Linked DNA regions of Gossypium hirsutum: region 2 is linked to region 1. Evidence: chromatin contacts called from public Hi-C data. All regions are on one chromosome and are shown on one strand. The core of a region is the stretch at or near the end of the contact, and the rest is flanking DNA. Distances in the headings are between cores, read along the strand shown.

The links. A called contact is a pair of places that touch in the nucleus more often than the background predicts.
Region 2: a Hi-C map of leaf shows a contact between it and region 1, with 2.0 times the contacts expected there. The contact joins the promoter of LOC107887259 here to the promoter of LOC107962761 in region 1. A contact is called at or near these places in 4 of 34 Hi-C or Micro-C datasets (all in leaf).

The regions. Positions count from the first base shown.
Region 1 is chrA06:17,436,308-17,441,627 of Gossypium_hirsutum_v2.1, forward strand. LOC107962761 (inactive protein kinase SELMODRAFT_444075) reads left to right here and starts at 2,454. Exons shown (of 9, transcript XM_016899260.2): 1 at 2,454-3,392; 2 at 4,177-4,337; 3 at 4,422-4,516; 4 at 4,749-5,320. The coding sequence starts at 3,230.
Region 2 is chrA06:17,734,725-17,740,044 of Gossypium_hirsutum_v2.1, forward strand. LOC107887259 reads right to left here and starts at 2,698. Exons shown (of 2, transcript XM_016811449.2): 1 at 2,250-2,698; 2 at 845-2,148. The coding sequence starts at 2,695. The coding sequence ends at 858.

The sequences.
Region 1 (5,320 bases), core at 1,204-3,703:
TGAAGTCCATTCCAATTTAAGAATTTGTCTAAAACCTTAAGCCCAATTTTCTTAAAAGGAAAAGCCTTAATCCAACCTTCTCGTTTCACAATACCTATTTTTGGGTATGGATATAATATCAAAATTGTACATTAATTTTGATAGAATTTGCAATGTTATTTATCAATTTTAATTTTGTATATTTGTATACATCAAAATAACCGTTATCTATGTGGCACATTTTTTAGTTTAATCATTTGTAAATTATTGACATAACATTTTATTACATTAAAAAAATAAATTTAAATTATTTTTACCTACATTAAAACAATAGATTTCTTTGGAGAAAAAAGAAACCCTTTTCTTAAGATTTTTTTTCTTTTAATCTAAGTGGAAAGAAATTAAAGTTATTTGTTTATTTTTTAACCTAATAAAATACTATATCAACAATTTTCACATGGCTTAATGGAAAATTGTATTACATAGATAACGGAGTTAGTAAAATGTGAAAATTGAATCAAAATTAAAGTGTGATGTATACAAATGCACTAAATTAAAGTTAATATATAACATTCCAAATTATATTAAAATTGATGTATAATTTTAGTATTTATCCCTATAGTTATCTGCCTTATTTCCCTTTATAAGTCTTAATTACCACAGCAATGGTTTCTTAATTTAGAATTTCTTAAACACGCCCTGGTTTTTCTGTATGCAAAAAATCAAATATTACGATGAAAGTTGATTGTAGTTTGGACACAGTAATAAGTGGTGACTGACTTTACCTTTACCACAACCGCTAGTATAAAAAAGTTCTCCTTGGCTTTGCCAAACTCAAGCTCAAGAACCTTAACCATTTAGGGCTAAATCTTAGCTTGGCAAATGGAAATATCAACTTACAAGTTCAACAATATGTTGGTGCATAATCACTGTTGTTGTTCATAAATGCATTAACATTTGGGGGATTTGTGTGAATGTTTATCCAAAGTAACAAAACTATTTAACATACAAATATGCTTCCTGCCAAAACAGAATCTAGCTTAGCAAGCAAAAGATAAAAAGAAAGCATCTTCATCATTGTTTTAACTGTTGCAGCCAACAATCCATATACGTTTGTAACCTTGTTATGTGATTGTGAAATTAAGATTGTCTTTTATTTCCTGCATTCATTGTCAAAAGCTAAATCATTTAGCACCAAAGTTGTTTAAGTTGATGATCTCAAAAAGTTTCATTGAGTGAATTAGAATATATATATATATTTGTCTTTAAATTTTGATTCTTTTCCTGTTTGTAGAAGAACAGATTTGGAGCAAAGCTTTGTATAAAAAAAGATGAGGGAATATCTTAAAGTTTCTCTTTCATTATTATTTATCTTTAGTAAAGGTAGTCATCCATTGCGTCTAGCTATCTAACTTTAGGTCCCACTTTTCAAAAAGAATGATATAATTGGGAGCTTTTTGGATGCCAAATTCTAACCTACCTCTCAATTTATTTGCTTCATTTCTTCATAGTTTATACTACCAGAAATCAATGTTTGCATGTGAAATTACAGTCCTTGATATAAATTATCTTCACCATTAACTACACCCTATCTGCTGTAAACTGTCATGTAATATCCCATTGAATTTAGCTGTGTTGCATTTTTTCTTTTCAATTGTAGATCTCTGGTTGACTATTTGTCCTTCAATTTTTCGGTGCAAAGGAGGACATACGAAAAATTAAAAATGTTGGGATCATAGACCTTTTGAATATGTTCTCTTACAAGTGGTTCTATAATTTTAATTTTTTTATTATGAAATTTAATTAATTATTTAATAATTATTTTATTGATTTAATCACTAATTCGATTATTCAATTATTACAAATCATCGACATTCATTTCTAGAAGAGAGATAAAACTATAAGCTGAAGTTTTGCTGTCTACAAATTGACAATTCCTTTGAATTCAAATGGCATCAAGTTGCTAATTGATGTTGCCATGACCTACCACAAGCTCTTTGTCTTCATTTGTCAGTATGTAGGGTTCATATATTATGTCCTACCACACTACTAATCTGCCATGCTGTGTCGTATTAGAACTACACAAAACAAAAGAAAATTTAATTGATGTTCCTGCACTAATTTAAGTGCCACATTTTAAAAAAAAGAAGCTGTACTTTATCTGTGTATATTTTTAAGACAGAAAATAATTGATTACTGTCTCAAGTCCCAAGAGACAGTTGCCTTAAAAAAAACTGTAGATCAAATAATGATAACTTCAATGTGCAAGAAATAGGAAACCCCAAGATCTTAAAGTACATTTTTGTTGCTTTTCATAAGAAATATTTTAGTGTTAAAACAAAATGGAAGGTAAGCCACATGACCAAACACTAGTAAACAGATTGAAAACTGTACACAATTAGCTTCCCTCCATTACCAACTCTCAACTTTCATAGCTTATAAAAGTCCAGATTAAGGGAGATAAAAAAAGGGGGTAAGAAAAAGCTTTCCTCCAATCATGCAACTGATTACTTACATAATTACATGTGGTTTGGTACTAAATTGTCGTCTTATCTTTAACCATGCCCTGTTTTCTTTTTGTCGCCTGTTAATTATATGATAATATATTAATATATAATTGCCTATTAAGCTTTGTTGTAATTTTGTAGAAAGCTGGAGGATATATATGTATGAACATTAACAAAGTTGACAAGACAAACAAAAGAAAAGCTTCTAAAATTAGGCCAACCGCTTTTGTAGCACAAGAATCGTTTTTCTTTTTGTAAAGAAAGCTCACGCAGTTTACATGATCTTAAAGAAAAGGCAGCCTCAGTTTCTGTGAAAGAAAGCTGACCTTGTTCTTACAAGTTACAATAACGGATACAAGTTCCTTTATTGCATCCAAACCAGGCAAAGCTGTCTTTTAATACAGAGAGAGAAAGAGAGAAAGAGGGGTTTTGCAGCTTGGTAACTAGAGTTTTTGACACGTCCTTTTTATGAGAAAGAGCTTATTACTTGATTTGATAAAGTTACCTTGAAGTGCACGTCCCTGTCTGCTACTCCCTCTTTTTTCAAATCAAGCTTTTCTGCCGAGCACTTCAAAGAGGGGGTAAAAAAAAAAAAGGGCATCTCGGGTATTGTGAATCAGGGAAAAATACAGTCTTTTTTGATCGAGAGTTTTGTTTATGATGGAGAAAGGGGGGTGGGTGGATTTTGATTATGGGGTGTGTGGAAGGTGTTTAGGGGTTTAGTTTCTAGCTTGGCTTTGGAGATGAAACAGAAGGGTAGCTCAGATTTGGCTAATAAAGTAGTGGTGGTGGCTGTTAAAGCAGCAAGGGAGATCCCAAGGACTGCTCTGGTCTGGGCTTTGACTCATGTTGCCCAGCCTGGGGATTGCATTAAGCTGCTCGTAGTTATTCCTGTCCACTCCTCAAGTAACTTAACTTTTCCCTCTTAAACACATTTTTCACTTTTATTTGTTTTCTCTTTACTTTTTGTATGATGATAAAATCATTGAGCACATTGGGTTCTGCTTTTCATATGTTTGATAACTAATATGTTCTACTTCTACACCACTTGCTTATGTTTAAGGAAAGAATTATCACTAGATGATCTAAAGCATAAAATGTAATTAGTCGGCGTATAGAGATTTTGCCTGGTTGGCAGGTTTGGATCTTGAAACCTTGAAGTCTTACAAGTGGCAAGATGCAGTCATTGCAACAAAATTTGTTGCCTTTTTATCCAATAGGAAGAAAAGTTTTGGAGGAACTTATTTTGTCCTTGTTCTTTACCTATGTACATGTTGAAGTGGAAAATGAAATTCTTTATGTTTCTGAAGTTAATGATGCTTTTTAACGTCACTTAGTATGAGTAAATGATAGTGAGCTTGTGGTGAAATTGCAGAATGTTCCTTTAATCCTTTGTTGAACATTGGCTGTTGGTTGGTTCATAACTGCTAATCTCAGCTTCTTCATTCTATGTTTGATACAGTCGCTTTACAGATTATAAATGGTGACTAACAAAGAACGTTATCGAAACTAATTGATCTATTATCAGGTCGAAATGCTCAAAGCCTAGGCTAAGATAATGTTCATTGAAATTTCTTATCATCCTAATATGCAATTATCAGGTTCAGTTATATATCAAATGAGGTTTTAAGCATTCTGCTGCTTTATTCACTTCAAACTATTTGCTGTTTATAACTTCACTGATTCTCAGGTAGAAGGATATGGGGTATTTCAAGATTTACCAGTGATTGTGCCACTGGTCATTGGAAGTCTCTCTCAGCCTCAGGAGCTAATTCAGATGCAAAACAAGATATTGCAGATTCATGCTCCCAAATGATTTTCCAGTTAAAAGATGTTTATGACCCCGACAAGGTTTGTGGATTTATTATTTTCTAATGTTTCTTTAGTTAGTACATTTTTTGTTCCTGGAATTGAATTTTGAAGTTATGCTTGCAGGTAAAAGTGAGGATAAAAATTGTTCCTGGATCACCATATGGAATAGTCGCAACTGAAGCCAAGAAAGCCCAATCCAACTGGGTCATATTGGACAAGTAATATATACAATGTAAACTTTGTTCTCTTGCATGATGTATCACATTTTGTTAGCTTAAGGCATGCTTGTAGCTAGGGTGACTGTGCAAATTACACAAGGTCTTAGTTAACTCATTTGTGTAGTGGACGCATTCTCATTTCAATAAGTTCTTCGTTTACTTCAGTTTCCTTTTAACTCTTCTATTTTGTTCAATTAATTATGGTTATTATTGCTTTTGAATCCTTGCACAGACACTTAAAACATGAGAAGAAACACTGCCTGGACGAGCTGCAATGCAATCTTGTGGTCATGAAGCGATCTCAGCCAAAGGTTCTTCGATTGAATTTGGTTGGATCACCAAACATGGCACCTCAATTGGCTTGGCCATTATCATTTGAATCCGAAACATATCCTAAACGTAAGAAAAGCAAGCATGACTTGTTAGAGGAAACAAAAGGGCCATTTGTGACTCCAGTCAGTAGTCCTGAGCGTGAATCATCCCTGACTGCTACTGATATTGGAACTTCATCAATATCAGGCTCTGATCCAGGGGCCTCACCGTTGATCCTCCCTGCGTTATATGAGAGTTTGAAGAAAGAGTATTCATTTATTACTGAGGAAAGCCAAAATCTGTTCGAATCTGATTCAGACACTGACTGTGAGCTAGATCCTCCTAAAACAAGATCTTATTTCCCTCCATGGATATCTGACATTTGTAATTCTAGCGCTGACTCTAAGCATCTTGGGAAGGATTTACAGAGACTGAATGATTCATCGCTTACTTCAACATATAACATTTTGTTGGAGAAATTATCTACATTGA
Region 2 (5,320 bases), core at 1,448-3,947, 300 kb after region 1:
TGTTTGATTCGATTTGAATCCTATCTCATTCAACTCGATTCGAGAAAATTTTAAATCGAGTTAGAATAATAGAATAAGATTCTTCAACTCGATTAACTCAAAATTTCTTCATTCGATTCAGTTCGATTGAATGGTCACCCCTAGACGTAAGGATCAGGACGGGAGAGCTTATTAGAGGCACATCAACGGGGGAGGGATGGTAGTGGTACTCATGCTGCACTATGACCAGGTCCCTAGCCTTGAATTCCTGAAAGATTGAGAACAGATAAACAGTCCTCCATCCAACACCACCACTCTCTCTGACCAAGTGGAGGCATTGAGCAATGGAAGGTATAAAAGTGTTCTGCATAGCAGAAAATAAAGGAATTGCAGACTTTCCATCCTGCTGCTGATTCTATTATTTCCACCAAGACAATGGCTAATAGGCATCATAATCTCCATGTCTAAAACTATCAAATACCTGGGCTTACACTGTACTGCTCAAAAGTGGTTTATATTTTGTGTTTTGTTACTATGTTTCCTACATTAGAACATGCTATTACTTTCTTTTTCTCCTGCAAGAAAAGAAGATTCTGGTTTTATAATTCCATTAGAAGAAGAAAACATAAACCAATGCTTCATTCTTTGGTTTTTCTCATTTCAAGCAGTTTTCTAGATGTCAGCACCATTGCAGTTTAATAATGATAGATGTATCAGTACGCCAAACAAGCCATTAAGATATATACTACAAATTATAAAGAAAGTTCATGAACTAATAATTATATCTATACATACTATTAGAAAAGTTCAGCTTGTATCGATCAATATTTCAAATTTCAGCTAGAATAAACATTAAAAAGAGAGATTAAACACAATAATTATAAGCTAGCTATTCTTAATAAAATGGATTTCGTAACAAGAGTATTCGTGGACTCAACCGCTTCAGTCAGTACGTTCTTATGTGAATTAAGTTGTGAAGAACATTTAGTGACCAGACATAACACGAAGTTTCCAAATTTCAAAGATTTGGAAAATCTTTCGGCTATGTTCCTAACATGGTACACAAGACGATCAGCTGACTCCTGAGTTAAATGAACATTATGATTTAAAATGTTGTGTAAGAGGTTAAACAATGAATCCGTCCATACCAATTCCTTCGAGACATGGTATTCATGACATGGGAGTAAAATGAATCTCCTCTCCTCCTCAACTCCGCAAAGAAGTGTCTGGCAGAAGGCAGAAACATGAACCAGGTGCAGGCATTCCCTCAGAATCCTAGTAATCACATCACAGATGGGGTTATTGATACCTTCCTTTCGTAGTACAAGTGGAAACAATAATGCGTGCACCGCAGCCCTCTGATGGAGCTTGCAGTACTCAATCGTTGAAGTCAGTAGCAGACGTGAGGCTGGCTCTTCTAGAACCAAGAACTTAGGAAGCACAATTGAGCAGAGAACCTGACTTGGCCAAGCAAGCTCATCTTCATCCCCACTTGAAAGATGAGAAATTAGCACCGAAGCAGCCTCATCCTCGGCTTTCCAAGGCTCAATCAGACACAGAACTTGAAAAGGATCCATTCCTTTATCCAAGCAAAGTTCACGAATTTCATTTGCTAATGCTACAGCTTTGAAACTAGATTCTAAGTTTATAACCCTGTCTCTCAAACTAGCAGCCATATTTTCAATTTCAGGTTCTAAAGGCACATTCAGAACCCGATCCATCTCAATTTCGTCCCCAACTTCTTTCAAACCATTTTCTCCATTTTCCTCAACTTGACTGAACAAACTCTCATCATTTTCCAAGCTATCATCATAAAAACGAGGACCACAATCAGCTGCAGATAAAGGAAGCCAATAGAGAAGTGGATCATTACCAGCAGCCACGTCCTTGAGCCAATCCGGTAAGGACTCAAACTCTTGGCCGACTACTTCTTCGCCAGATTCCAGACTAAAACCAGAAATCCACTTATTAACATGATTTGGTTCAGACACTCTGTCGAGCAGATCCCGTGCTGCTTTCTTGACCCAAAAATCAAGCCCTTGACTTTCAGTCAACAAACTGCGTGCGAGCTTAGATAATTCCTTCCCATTAAACCTCTCATTCTCCAAAGCAAGAAATGAAAGTACCCTTGACTGAACCATACCTGGTAGAGTCTCTATAAACATTATCCTTAAGCAAAATAAAAAAAATATATCAAACTCATCAGTCACTAAATCTGAAAAGAAAAAAACAAAGAAAGTTTCTTTCCTGCCTTAAGTTTATGGGTTTACCTTTTTGGTGTGAGAGGTGAAGAAAAAGATGAGTCATCGACAAAGAGATTGCAGGGTTTGGTAAGCAAAGAAAGGAAAGAGCTTGCGGTGATTGGAGTTGTTGTTGAAGATGATAATGTTGTCGCATTGAAACATTGTTGCAGCCAAAGAGATGCTTCGATTTCAGGTGTAGGGCTATTCATGAAAATGTCGAACAACGGAACCCATGCCTCCATTTTTTGCTGGCTTCCTCCGTCTTCTAGGAGGGAAAGCGCGGGAAAACCTCTTCTGGTTTCATCTGAAAATAAAATAGATAGATAGAAAGTGTATGAGACGTGGCATAGAGTAACTGGGTACATGCAGGCCGGGTGGGCTTTTCCTTTTTGTAGGCGTGGACTGAGACCCAAAGGCAACAGGTCACATGGCGACGCCATGGGAAGAGACTCGAAAGCACAAATGCGAAGCATGTGCTATACGCTAACCTTTCATGAATGGTGGGTTTGAGTAAATTTCGGTAAAGATTGAATTAATCAATTGAATTAATTTAATTTAGTTAATTAGTTTGTTAATTATTTTAATTCGGTTGGAAGTCGGTTAATAATTTTTTTAAATTTTGGTTATTGGATAATTCAATTCGAAATCGGGTAATTAATCAAATTAATTGAATTAACCAAATTTAATAATTAATAATACAAATTATATGTAGTTTTAATTTGGTTAATTCAGTTAAATGAATATATATTTTTATATGTTTTATACTTATTTTAATTAAAAAAATAAAAACATATAAATTTCGGTTAATTCGGTTAACCGACCGAATTAACCGAAATATTTCGGTTCGGTTAATTTTATTTTAAATTTTTTTAATTCAGTTAATTGTTAAATGATTAAAAATATTCGATTAACCGTTTGAACACTTTTAATTTGAGTTACAAATTTCAACTTTACTTGACATTAACATGGAAAATAGAAAAGATTGTTAATATCTACGCAAAACTGTTTGACGTAAGTGTTCACCATCAATAAATAATATAATACATTATCAGTAAATTAAATAAAAATATAAAATATATAAATAAATACTAATAATTTTATTTAAATATAATTAAATATTAAATATAATTATTATAAATAAATATTAATAACTCTCAAATTTAAGATCTTGAATTTAAGGGATTAAGATTTAGAGTCTCGTGTATAAGGTTTAAGGTCTTCGATTTAGAGTGTTAGTATTTATTTATAATTAATTATTTAATAATGTTTAGATAAAGTTATTCGTGTTTATTTATAAGTCTTCAATTATTTTTTTATTTTATTTAACGATGAAATGTCATATTATTATTCAGTGATGGTATGTAACACCCTTAACCCTTATCCATTGTCAGTGATGGCATGTGTCTTAGGCCGTGTGGGCCTTTGATGTGAGGCACACAATCGTGTCCCAGCTCGTGTAACTCTCTAACTTGGGTCACACGGCCAAGCCACACGCCAGTGTGCTAGGCCATGTGAACATACTAACTTGTAGAATTAAGGTGCACGGGTCACATAGCCAAACCACACGCCCATGTGCTAGACCGTGTGCAAAAACCTGGACATTTTGTTTCTCAATTTTAAAGATGTAGGGGACACACGGCGGGAACTCACGCCATGTGTTAGGTCGTGTTTCAAACACGGCTGAGACACGCCCGTGTCTCTACCTGTGTGGATGAAAATAGGCCATTTCATGGCCACTTTTCTCACCCATTTTGATGTCAACCTATACACAACATTTTAATATATCAATACATCCCAAACAAGCAATCAACACAAGCCAAAATCATGTTTTAAGCATGACATAACATCACAAATACTCAAATACTTAAACTTACTTATTTAATCCATCTCATTTATTTATCAAAATCTATTACTAATTACATACATACAAGCATATATCACTCACAGCCATGTCTAAAACTATTTAATTTCCAAATCAACCCTATAGATGCCATATAAACCATAATATACATTGCAAAAACTACCGGAGTGAGTTGGATAGTGTGGTTTGATGTGTTGATCCAATCTCCCTATAACATCCCAAAATTTGGCCTAGTCAGAATATTGGTTTCGAGACCACAAATATGATGTTAAAATATTTGTTTTATGATTATTATGATGCCTAGGATATGAAAATAAGCATGCGTTAAAGTTTCATGAAGAAATTCTAAGTATAAGGTGTCCAATTGGAAATTAAGGACCAAATTGAATAAATTGCAAAACTTGGGTTCTAGAAGCAATTTGTATGAAATTGATTTGGAATATTAGTTAGGAGGTCTTAAATAGAAATTTTCTCAATTTCTAAGTTTTTGGACAAAAATGGGCATGCATGGAAAAATTTGAAAGTTTGGTAAAGAGGGGCATTTTGGTCTTTTGGTAATAAAATTAATAAAAAGGGAAAATGAAAGCTAAAATCAGCCATCTTCTTCCCCATAGCTGCCGAAATTTGTATGTTCTCCATAGCTAGGGTTTTCAACATTTCCAAGCTCAATAGTAAGTGCTCCCTAGCCTCGTTTTACTGTTCTTTGTATTTTGAAATCCTCGTATCGTGCTCTCTCTATTTCTACCCATATTTCAAGCTAGGATTCGTGTTTAAAAATTTACCCATGCATGAGATGCTTGTGTTTTGATTATTTATAGAGGAATATGAGAGTTTGAAGAGTGGTAAACAACTTTTACTAAGTAGTTTTCATGGAAATGGCTAAAAGGACCATTTTGTAAAGGTTGTAAAAATGGGTAGAAGAATGTGAAATGAAGGAAAATATGGGCTGCTATAAGTATGAAAACATTTGGCTAGGTTTGGGTATCCAAGAAATTACATGCATTTCATTATACGAGTCTTAGGACTAAGTTGTAAAAAAGTGTGAAAGGTTAGGGGCAAAATGGTCATTTTGCCTTAGGTTGAGTTTTAGGCCAAAAATGAATAATGTAATGTATTAAAAATTTAATTTTGCTTATATGGACCCTAAGAGACCAATCCCGGAGGTCGACAGTGGAAGGAAAATGGTTTTAGAGTAACTGAAATACGAATCCGAAACGATTACTAGGTAAGTTCGTAT